Regions from separate parts of the Mus musculus genome. Here all the other regions are linked to region 3. A link is a contact called in public HiCAR-type and promoter capture Hi-C data. All regions are on one chromosome and are shown on one strand. Each heading gives the region's core, a stretch centred on a gene start, on an enhancer-like site or on the middle of the called end of the contact. The rest is flanking DNA. Distances are from core to core; before and after follow the strand shown.

Region 1 (2,700 bases), core at 105-2,604, 1.2 Mb before region 3:
AAGCAGTGGGCTATCTGTATGAGCCCTAAAAGCAGGAAATCAGCCAAAGGAACCAATAGCCTCCTGGCATAGCCACCAGGTCTACTTCTAGCTCCAAGCCTCTCAGGCTCTTCCCACCACTCTGGCCATGTGCTGGGCTCTGCAGCTGCTCGCTGTGTCCACTGTGCCCACGGACACAGCTGATGCCGTAAGTCAGGCTGCTACAGCATCCTCTCTACCTTTTCCTTTTGCTCATTGTTGCCAACCTTCCCTCTGGGCTCCCTTCTCCTGTCCTATTCTTTTGAAATTCTGTCTGTGGGAAGACGGGGACGAAGAGGATGTTGAGAATAAACTATGGGAGCGAGATCCCCAGGTGTGGCAGAGATAAAGGATCAATGCATCATAGATGGGTGAATAGACAAGCTGGGGAAAAGAGATACATAGAGAATAGACAGAGGTAGAGCCTAGCCCAGTGGCAGGGGGTTGAGACCAGTTATTCTGGAAGTGGGGGCAAGTGTGTTACAAGATCAAGGCCAGCCTGTGCTATAGAAGACATTCAAATCTCATTTTGGCAACTTAGCGAAACCTATCTCAAAAATATAAAGCAACCAGGGCTGGGGATAGAGCTTAGTTGGTTGAACACTTGTCTAGCAGGCACAAAGACCAAGGCTTGATCCCCAGTACCACATTAAGTATCAGGCATGGTGGTGGAGGCCTACAGACCAGCATTTGTGATACAGGAGGATCAGAAGAAGTTCAAGGTTCTTATCTGCCGACAAGATGATAAACCTTGTCTGCATGAGAGCTGCATACAACATCATCATCAACAACAACGATGAGCAGGCTGGAGCGATGCAGAGAGAAGTGGAGAGGCCGACAGAGAAAGCTATCTCAGGCAAGTCTTGCATCAACTGTTTAAAGTTAAGAGGCTAAGGGAACCGGGAGAGGAAACAGAGGCCCAGAGACTCTGAGACAGCTGTTCTTGCTGAGAAGAAGCAGGCCAAATGGCTGAAAGCAGGGAGTAAGCCTGTCTGAAGGATAGGGACTCTGGGTGGGATTCTTCATACCTGAGCTCAGCTCCTGTTCCCAGAGATCCAGCTGTCTGACCTCCCTGATGCTATACACACAGAGAGACTCCCATTTCCCCAAGGATCCTGTCTTGGGCCCCCTGATGTGGCCCTAGCAGGGTTGGGGAATGGTCTGAGGTCTCCAGGGCTCCCCGCCCTCCCCCTACTTACACTGGGGCTAGGGCGCTGTGCCCAGCCCCCACGCTTGTGCTCTCTCTTCTCTCTCGTCTCCTCTCCTCTTGGGGCAAGTTCCCGAAACTTCTCTTTCTAGCCCCGTCGTTAATGACAGGCGGGGGGTGGGGGGGACCCAGAATTGCGACACCTTCCTGGCTTCCCTGCTGCGTTTGGCTGAGCCTTCACCCTTGGGGTGGGGGACATAGACAGCCCCTTCCTCTCAGGAAGGAGGTTGAGGGAAACTGGTGAGCTAGGGACCTTCCTGCCTCAGGGGTCTTAGAGGGCTGGGCATTGTAGCAACCTGGCCCGTGGCCACCCTCCCTTCTCTCCGGATTTCCTGAGCTCCTCGCTTTGAGGCTCAGCAGAGCACCCGAGACAAGACAGGGCCAAGGGAGGGCTGGGGTCTTCAAGTGTTTATTTCAAAACGAAGCAGGACAAAATAGCGTGGAAAATTAATGAGGGCTGGGGTGGAGGAGACTCTCTTCTCACTGAGTCTGGCTGAAGCCTCTGCCCGGGAAGAATCAAGATTCCAGGACAGGTAACGTTTACTTCAGGTTTTCTTCCCTTGTTAGCTGAAAACCTGCCATTTTCCAGGACTCTCAATAGACCCTCCCACCCCTGGCCTCCCTAGTCCATGGTCCCTGCCCTCACCGCTTTGTACAATCCTAGGGGTTCCTGGTTTTATCTTCTCAGGTTGTAACCCCTTTCAAAAGGCCCACCCTGTAAGTTCATCTATCACAAAAGAGAGGGGAAAAATTGTTCTAAGTTTGAAAATCATCAAAATAGTATATATTGGTATATTAGTCAGGGTTCTCTAGAGCAGCGGTTCTCAACCTTCCTAGTGCTATGACCCTGTAATGCAATTCCTCATGTTGTGGTGACCCCCCAACTGTAAAATTATTTTCCTTGCTAATTCATAACTGTAATTTTTTCCTGGTATGAATCATAATATATATCTGTGTTTTCTAATGATCTTAGGTGACCCCTGTTGAGAACCTCTGCTCTAGAGGAACAGAGTCCACTTAATGAGTGTATACGCGTGCACACGCACGCGCGTGCGCGCGCGCGCGCACACACACACATATATACGAACACATATACGCACACACATGAATTTATCAAATTAGCTTATGCAATACAGAGGAAGTAGGAGCACTGAGAACCCACCTGGGAAATCCTTTGGTGCCTTGGCACTCCCAAGGTGGTACTGAAGACCTGGAGGGTATCTGGTCCTCAGTCCATGTCGAAAGCTGATTTTGACTTGAGCAAAGGAATCAAGTGGGGTGGCAGCAGCAGGGTAGACTACTAGCAGCAGAGGGGAAGGTCAGGGAAAAAGGCTTCCTTCTTCCATGTCCTGCTTTTGATCTGGGCTGCCACCAGAAGGCGCCGCCCATCTCTGGGGTGGGTCTTCCCACATCCATTAAGGGAGTCAAGATAATTCCTCAACTGAGAATTGCTGCTTGGGCGATTCTAAATCGTG
Region 2 (2,700 bases), core at 39-2,538, 1.1 Mb after region 3:
AGCAAGTTGGAGTGATTGAATGAAATTAATAAATTGTGGACTCTCTTACTAGGGTTTCTATTGCTGTAAAAAGACTTGTGACCATGGCAACCATTTAATTGGGGCTGGCTTACAGTTTCAGAGGTTAGTCCACTATCATCATGGCAGGAAGCATGGCAGCATGCAGGAAGGCATGGTGTTGGAGAAGGAACTGAGATTTCTACATCTTGATCAACAGGCAGCAAAAGGAGACTAATCCACACTAGGCTTGACTTGAGCATAGGAGACCTCAAATCCCTCCCCAAAAGTGACACACTTTCTCCAACAAAGCCACACATACTCTCACAAGGCCACCCTTCCTAATAGTGCCACTGCCTATGAGGCAAGCATTCACACACGTGAATCTATGGGGGCCATTCCTATTGAACCCACCACATGGACTTCGGGAATTTTCTCCAGAAACTGTTCATTCGCAGGCACAGCATCTGTCTTATAGGCCAGGCCAGCCTTGAACTCAAGAGGATACATCCTCCTGTCTCAGCTTTCTGATTGCTTTGGTGCAAATGTCAGCTAATACATCAAAGAACGTTTTCATCATGTCACAGTATAAAGAAGTCCCTATAGTAACTCTATAGCTGTTTGTTTGTAACAAGATCTCACTATGTAGCCTTAGTTGGCCTAGAACTCATAGACATCCACCTGTTTCCGTTTCTTAATTTCTGTGATTTAAAGGCCTGAGCCACCACGTTAGGCACTATTATCTTTCTTTTAAGATTTACTTTATGTGCGAGAGTTTTGTCTTCATGTATGTGCACCATGTGTGTGCTCCTGGTATTGCTGAGGTTAGAAGAACTATGTTGGGTCCCCTGAATCTAGAGTTAAACCGAGGACCTCTCCCAGATCAACAAATGCTCTTAACCTCTGAGCTGTCTCTCCAGCCCGGCTATTATGTTTATTACCAAAAAGGGAAACTGCCACCGTGAAACTGGGAAACAGTCACACAAGTTTTGGGGTCACGGCACACGAGCTTTAATCACCACATTTCCTTGGGGTGAGGGAAGCACTACTCTTTCTCGAGTGTGACCTTGCTCAAGTAGCACAACAATCAACGGTCACGACAGTGCTGAAAGGGAGAACTCACTACCGGGCGCAGTAGTATGGGGAAAGTCGGTTTATCAGCTGTCAGCGTCTGGAGGCTGGGCTGCTTGCTGCGCAGGCGCAGACCCGCTGTGCTTGGTTTCTACAGTTCCTCGGCCGGTGGTTGATTTACGGCGTCGCTCTGGAGATGTCGTGCTGCGGGCGTCCTTTACGGCAGGCGTCTGCGTCCTCCCGCAGCCGGCGGTCGGGAATTGCACCAGGGACCTGACAAGGGCACTGCAGAGGTGCGGTAGGCGCTGCTGTGTCCGCACAGCCAAGAAGTTTCGTTCAGGATTAGCTCCTTGACACATTTCCTCTCTCTGTGGGTGGCCCAGGTCTGGGCGTGTCCTCCTGCCTTCCCTTCACCCCGTAACTAGGTCGTCACCCCCACCCCCGGCCCTCCGGAGCAAATCCACCGTCTGCCGGACTCCTGCCTTGGCCTCCTTCCTACCCTGACATCCCGCTCCTTTTTGTTTTTGTTTTGAGACAGGGTTTCTCTGTGTAGGCTGGAATTCACTCTGTAGACCAAGCTGGCCTTGAACTCACAGAGAAGCATCTGCCTCTGTCTTCCAAGTGTTGAGATTAAAGGCGTGCACCACATCCTGATTTTGGTCCCCAGAGCCCTCTACTTTCTTCCTGTTGTGCACTTGGCTCAGCAGCCGCTCCAGAGCCTCTGTCCGTCCTCATTGTCATAACTTCTGTTGTCTATGTTTGTGTGTGTGTGTGTGTGTGTGTGTGTGTGTGTGTGTGTGTGTGTGAGAGAGAGAGAGAGAGAGAGAGAGAGAGAGAGAGAGAGAGAGAGCGAGAGAGAGAGCGATGTAGATCCTCCTCTGGGACTTTTTCTATTCTCCCAATGGCTTCCTCCCCCGAATTCTTACTCAGGTTCCCAGTGTGGGTCTCCAGTGCTTATGATGAGCCGTTTCCCCCATTTGCCTCTGACATACACAGTAAATGACTAAAAGAATGGGAGGGAGCTTTATAAATTAAATTCACCTAAATGTCCGCGTACAGGATGGTTTTGATGTGGGTGCTGCGCTTGCTTTCCATTCTTAAGCACATTTGTCGTTTGGGATTATTTTGTTCTATGTCAACTTTACTATGTATTTTCCATATGTTCTTTTTGCTTAATGTATGTCATATTCTACTGAGCACCAGAATCTATCCACTGCTTTATAGTTGTACGTGTAAGTTGTTTGAGATTTCCTGATTTTTTTTATTTTTTTACAAAATTTTAATTTGACTTGTTCATTTATTTTTAGCAGTTAACTAGCATCTGCTCGATTTTGCTCTCAAAACAAAAGCAGTAGGAAAAACATAGAAGTAAATAGACTGTTACAGTAATGGACGAAGTACTTTTGGGGGGGGGGGTTCGAGACAGGGTTTCTCTGTGTAGCCCTGGCTGTCCTGGAACTCACTTTGTAGACCAGGCTGGCCTCGAACTCAGAGATCTGCCTGCCTCTGTCTCCCAAGTGCTGGGATTAAAGTCATGTGCCACAACTGCCCGGTGGACAAAGTACTTTTTAAAGTTTTAATTATGTGTGGATGTATGACTGTGGGCATGTGAGTGTAGCTACTCCGTGAAGC
Region 3 (2,700 bases), core at 19-2,518:
TTCTCACCTCAACACTCAGAGAACTGGCCTGGGAGCTGAGGTTGGCACTAGTGAGTGCAAGTGGTCCCCCAAACATCTGGGCCAAGTCCAGCATGAAGGCATGGTCAGGAATCCGGATGCCAACAAGCTGGGAAGCAAGAAAAGAGAACGTGAGGAAGACATCGAGGGCTTGCAAGCGTCTGATTTAGATCGCAGGAAAAGGGAAAACTCTTGACTCACACGAGTAAAGGGGTTCAGGTCTTTGTTGAGCTCCTCGGAGCGCTCCATCACCAGGGTCACAGGGCCTGGGAACAGGTCTTCCAGGAGCTCCCTAGGTACTCTCACCTGACAGTACCTGCAGGCAAAGGAGCACAAATCCTCTCCAAATCACCCTGATGGACCTTTCCTGGGGACTTAAGGCAGATGCTGGAGAGGGGTCCCCTTCGCGTGTATAATGAACGAGATCTACCTGACTCTCTACTCCCTCTTCCTCGGAGTTCTGGCAGAAGACAGACTCCACAGAGTACCCTGGGCTTTAAGTCTATCCGCCTGTCTTGGGGGACAAAACCACAGCGCCGTGGCACGTGGATACAATCTCAATCCGTTTAATCATCTGGAAGGCGTTACCCCGAAACGGGCCTCCCCTCCGCCCATCACAAGGGCACCGGGAGAAGAGTGCCATGCTCGCCTAACTCAGCTTCTCGACCGACTGTCTAGAGCGGATCTTGGCGAGCCGTCAGCGCTCCCGACCAATCTCCAGTTCCGGATTCCTCCTCGGGGAGCAAGGACAAGCCCCTCCCGCGCTCGGCGGACGCCGCGGTCTCCCGAGGCTGTCACCGGAAACCCCTCCCGCGGGGCCGCCCCCAGCGGGGCCGCCTCACCTGTAGACGTCGGCCACGCGGCCCAGGCACACGGCCAGCGGCTTGGCCTCGCTGCGGCCTTTGAGGCGGTACACGCAACTCAGGGCCGCCGAGCTGCTCGCCGAGCAGGCCAGGCCGTAGAGCGTGTCGGTCGGGACCGCCACCACGGCGCCGGCGCGCAGCTCGGCCACGGCGGCCCGCAGCGCCTCGGTCCAGCCGGAGCGCTCGGGGCTCGCGGCTTCCACGGGCTCGCTCTCCGGAAGCCGCAGCAGCCGGGCCCCCGGCAGCGCCGGAGCGGGCTCAGGAGGGCGTAGGAGGCGGCAGCCGCGGCCAGAACTAGCCGGCCCGTCGCTCAACCCCATGCCGGCCGCCACGGCGGCCCTCAGCCCCGCGCACGGACGCGCCGTAGACATCCGTGCCGAGCCGCTTCCGGGAGGAAGTGACGCACGGACGCAACTTCCGGCCCGCGAGGCTCGGCCCCGCCTCCGCTCCCGGCCGCTTAAAGGGACCGCGACCCCCAGGCGACTTGAAGGAGAACGGTGGGGACGGGGCGGGGCTCGGCTTAGCGGACTCCTCGCGCGGCGCGGGGGGCGGACTGCGGAGGGGTGGTGAGCGGGTGGCACGGGCGGCGATGGAGTGGGGTCCCGGCGCAGGCTGGTCACGGGGGTGAGAGCGGGCCGGCGGGGCGGTGGGTTGGGGCCGCGACCTCGCGCCGCCTAGCGCCGGGCCCTGACGCCGTCTCTCTCCCGGGCAGGGAGGCTGCCGGCGTGGACCGTGGGAAGGCGGGGTTGGGGCTCGGCGGGAGGCCACCCCCGCAGCCGCCCCGAGATGAACGCGCCCAGCAGCTGCTGGACGCCGTGGAGCAGCGGCAGCGGCAGCTTCTGGACACCATCGCCGCCTGTGAGGAGATGCTGCGGCAGCTGGGCCGCCGGCGCCCAGAACCGGCTGGTGGCGGGGTCAGTGCCCAGTGCCCTCTCCGGGCTGGACCTGGGGAGGTGGGCGCTTCCCACTCACTGCACTGGTCTAGCTCGCGCTCCCCACCCCCACCCCGCTCCAAAGGAGGCAGGTGGAAGAGCATCCCCACCGCTTAACTTCCTTTGATCTGAGCGAGGTTTTGAAAAAGCATGGTACTGTCGAGATGCCAAGTGGCCTTATTCTTGTGGGGCCTAACTTAAGGCCTTTCCTCCGGGCTCATCCCCCCTCCCCCCTTTTCTGTTCCAACTAGAACGGTTCAGCCAAGTCTGGAGCGCCGCCCCAGCCATCTGTATCGGCCAGAGGTGGCCTTCCAAAGGATGCTGGCGATGGAGCCTCGGAGTCTTGATCATACCCTAGCCGGGCACCCTGACTTCTGTCCCTTTCCAGGGCCAGTGGCTGGACTGTGACCAACTCCCTTCACTAAAAGGGGCCAGTCTTCACGGGCAGTTGCTGGTACTTGGCCCTCAGCCTGGGATGGCAACTCTACTAGCAGCTGGGTTCACTCCCACGTCGTCCTGGCTGAAGGCAGTACTGTGCTTTGAAATGGAGCCAACAAACATCCAGTCTTGAGTACTCGGATTCAGGAAGCCAGCAGTGCTGGCCAGAGTGGTCTGGCCTGCTTTGGGGGTTCCAGGTGGTATTACATGTTCATTTCATGCTTTGGGGGCTCTCAGCCCCACAAAACACTTGAGCAGAGTCTTGATTAAAAGGAAATCTGCAGACCCTGGTGACTGACCTTTCTTTTCTGTCCCTCCAAGACTTGATGGCTGGGAGTGGGAAGAGAGTGTCAACCAGGGACAGGGATGGGAAGTAATGCCACATGTACTACCAGATTTAAATAAGCATTTAATTAAGATTTCATTAGTATTTAATATTGCTTTTTCAA
Region 4 (2,700 bases), core at 62-2,561, 1.3 Mb before region 3:
AAGCAGCGGCACCAGAATCTGAATTTAAGGAGTCCAGAGCAAGGTTGACACACACTTTTAATCCCAGGCTTTAAGGAGTGAGCCTCCAAAGCCTACGAATACTACACAGCACTAGGCTCTACAGGCAGGGCCCTTTTGTTATGAGAAAAATGAATGAATGAATGAATGAATGAATGGGGACTATCTCTGGCAGAGATAGTCTAATCCACAATCAAATAACAGGGCCTTTAAGGAGGAACTCACAACGTTGTTTATAAATAAGGGCTATAGGATTTTGCTCTTCCTTATCTCATGCAAAACTACTCAGCCGAGAGGGAAAGGCGCCCAGCCCAGCGTGACTACCCTCTTCCTCAATGATTCTCAAAACCAGCAAAGCCAACCGGTTTCCTCCAGTGACTTAAAACAGAGCAAAGTCTATCCTGCCACCGAAGGTGGCTGTCAGCTCTTCCTTCTGCCAACAACCTGGGGGAGTGGGGGTGGACGGAGAAGCCACCGGGAATCCGAAAGCTCCTACCCAAGATTGAAAGGTGGGGCCAAGCATCGTAGGAATGGGCGGGCCTGACCAGGATGGCAGGTGAAACACTGACCACAGCAAGCTCTCCCACGGTGAAGACCGGCCCAACGTGGATCTGGCAAGCAGGTTGCTGTGACTCGCACCTGAACGCCGCCCAGGATGTGAAAATTCCCCAGCAGCGATGGTGTTGGTGCCAACGGGTGAGGGCTCCAGGAGGAAAACCTTGGCTGGCTCTCCTTGGGGACTCGTTCTAACTTTCAAGTCACTCTCTAGGTCAGGAGAGAAGCATGGAGAGGAGGAGCGGGTCTCTCTGGGAGAAAAACTAGAGCGGGCCAAACGCCGGCTGCTTCGATGACTGGTTGAGTGGGTCTGGGCAAGGCGAGCAGTGCCCATTTCCCAGGGCTGCGGCAAAAGACCGAGGCTCCCGGCAGCCGACGCCCCCGCTGCCGGGAAGGACAGACCTCCAGTGGCGGAGGGGGAATTCACTATAGCCGTTCTGGTCGCGCCGGTCAGCTTCGGGCTGTCACCGGGGTCCCTCCGCCACGGTGGCCCGCCCCGCCAGCACGCAGCCCCCACCCGGCTCCGCGTCCCGGGACCCCGAACTCACCTTTCCCGGGGAATCAGCGCTCCTTGCCCATAGTCCGCAGCCCAGAGTCGGGGCTGCTCGGCGCTCCGTCCCGGGGGCCGGGGCCGGGCCGGGGGCGTGGGAGCCGCTCACCGCCGCCTCCCAGCGCAGCCGCCAGAGCTGCCGCCGCCGCCTCCCTCCATGGCTGCGGCGCCGCCACCTGACAACGGAAGTGACGCATAGGCTCTCGGCCCCGCCTCCCGCCCCCTCGCCTGAGTTTGGGGTTGGTGCGCCATCTTCAGGATGGGCGGAAGCCTTCAGGCAGGAAGCCCAGATAAGATCGCCAATTGGTTCTGGGTGGAGTCTGGGTCGAAATCTGTAAAGTGATTGGACAGTCAGGGGGCGGTACTTACCGCTAATCTACATCTACAGTGGGACTGGGACAGAGGCGCCGGTCCGCCTTGGCTCTGCAGAACCTCACCGACTTATGCTCTCCTTGCTGGGGTTGGGGACGTCTCTAAGTGGTTGCAAAACCCGCCAACTGCACTGCATTCTTTAGAAAAGTAGTCTTTCTTTGCTCCCCATTTCTCGGCTTCTGGAAATTTGTGTGGGAAAGTGCTGAAGTTGGGTACAAGAGAAGTCAAGAATTGGCTGTCGCTACTGTCACAATTCATTTCACTTTAGGCCCTTCAGAAACCCCAAAGATGGCCAAGTTCATCTTGGACATCCCTAGAGTCTTGTCCAGGGAGATTGCAGTGAAGAGTTCCAATGAACGACTTCAGCCGGCTGTCTACCTCACTCCCTCCTGCCAGTTTCCGTCCTTTCTCCTCCTTCAGCAGCCACGCCCTCCATGAATCAGCTTCTTGCACCAGCAGATGAGCCCTTTAAAGGGATTGCATCAGTCTGGTGACTCACTGGGGGCCCTCGAAAATCCTGGCTTCCGTCCACTGCCGTGTAGAAGCGGCCAGAAGGGCTCGGTGGCAGCAGTACCAGCGGCCATAGTCCCACTCCTTTGTCTCAGAGTTAACAAGTGTACTTGATGACACTCTTCCCTCCCCTGGGTCATTCTGGATCCACGTGTAGACACACGTGGACACGACTAAGCCCTGCTAGGACACCGAAGGCTGGTCTTCATAATGAAGTCCCAGCCTGAATCCTTTCTTAATGTCTTTGATTGGCTTGGTGGCCATTCAGCTGCAGATAATGCTGAATAACTAGTAATGATACCAGCTCCTAAGGCCCTGTCTTATGCAAAATGAGGCACTTTTAGAGACCTGTTAACAAATGCAGAAGGTAGCACTCAGAGAGAGAGGGTAACCTCTGCCGTGACACCCAGCTAATAATGGCTGGGCTGTGGTTTGAAGAAAGTTTCGTGGGTTCCAAAAAGGCTAGAGCTTGAATCCCCATTGTATCACTTACAAACTAGGTAATTCAGTGTAAATCCTGGCTGCCCAAGTGGGGATAACACATTACACCAACCATGGGAGGACCCAAGGAGTTTCACATCCAGCTAACCACACCCTATAGATGCCCACTGGTCTCAGTCGGGGAACCTCTAGGAGGCACGTGACTCAAAGGCAGGCATCCAGAAGGCCGGCCCACTTTGCTCCTCTCTCTGACA

The links. Promoter capture Hi-C pulls out the DNA fragments that hold promoters and counts their contacts. HiCAR-type assays count read pairs that join an accessible place to other places.
Region 1: a promoter capture Hi-C map of liver shows a contact between it and region 3, with 2.8 times the contacts expected there. The contact joins the promoter of Csf3r here to the promoter of Yrdc in region 3. A contact is called at or near these places in 5 of 39 promoter capture datasets (the 3T3-L1 cell line, cranial neural crest, liver and 1 more), 2 of 115 datasets of contacts at active chromatin or transcription factors (embryonic stem cells and large pre-B cells) and 1 of 9 other capture datasets (liver).
Region 2: a HiCAR-type map of astrocytes shows a contact between it and region 3, with 4 times the contacts expected there. The contact joins the promoter of Ndufs5 here to the promoter of Yrdc in region 3. A contact is called at or near these places in 1 of 39 promoter capture datasets (liver) and 1 of 115 datasets of contacts at active chromatin or transcription factors (astrocytes).
Region 4: a contact with region 3 is called in a promoter capture Hi-C map of pre-B cells, with 4 times the contacts expected there. The contact joins the promoter of Stk40 here to the promoter of Yrdc in region 3. A contact is called at or near these places in 4 of 39 promoter capture datasets (cranial neural crest, hippocampal neurons, liver and 1 more), 1 of 484 Hi-C or Micro-C datasets (B cells), 5 of 115 datasets of contacts at active chromatin or transcription factors (astrocytes, embryonic forebrain, embryonic stem cells and 2 more) and 1 of 9 other capture datasets (adipose tissue).

What each region holds. Positions count from the first base shown.
Region 1 is chr4:126,023,313-126,026,012 of GRCm38.p6, reverse strand. It overlaps Csf3r (colony stimulating factor 3 receptor (granulocyte)), which reads right to left and starts at 1,354. Exons shown (of 17, transcript NM_007782.3): 1 at 1,218-1,354. It overlaps Gm32908 (a long non-coding RNA gene), which reads left to right and starts at 1,359. Exons shown (of 4, transcript XR_003955278.1): 1 at 1,359-1,758.
Region 2 is chr4:123,716,774-123,719,473 of GRCm38.p6, reverse strand. It overlaps Ndufs5 (NADH:ubiquinone oxidoreductase core subunit S5), which reads left to right and starts at 1,288. Exons shown (of 3, transcript NM_001030274.1): 1 at 1,288-1,361.
Region 3 is chr4:124,849,327-124,852,026 of GRCm38.p6, reverse strand. It overlaps Yrdc (yrdC domain containing (E.coli)), which reads right to left and starts at 1,268. Exons shown (of 5, transcript NM_153566.2): 1 at 861-1,268; 2 at 220-334; 3 at 8-127. The coding sequence starts at 1,252. It overlaps Mtf1 (metal response element binding transcription factor 1), which reads right to left. Exons shown (of 11, transcript NM_008636.4): 11 at 2,227-2,700. 1110065P20Rik (RIKEN cDNA 1110065P20 gene) reads left to right here and starts at 1,463. Exons shown (of 3, transcript NM_001347196.1): 1 at 1,463-1,505; 2 at 1,594-1,795; 3 at 2,065-2,542. The coding sequence starts at 1,471. The coding sequence ends at 2,160.
Region 4 is chr4:126,102,568-126,105,267 of GRCm38.p6, reverse strand. It overlaps Stk40 (serine/threonine kinase 40), which reads right to left and starts at 1,311. Exons shown (of 11, transcript NM_028800.3): 1 at 1,122-1,311.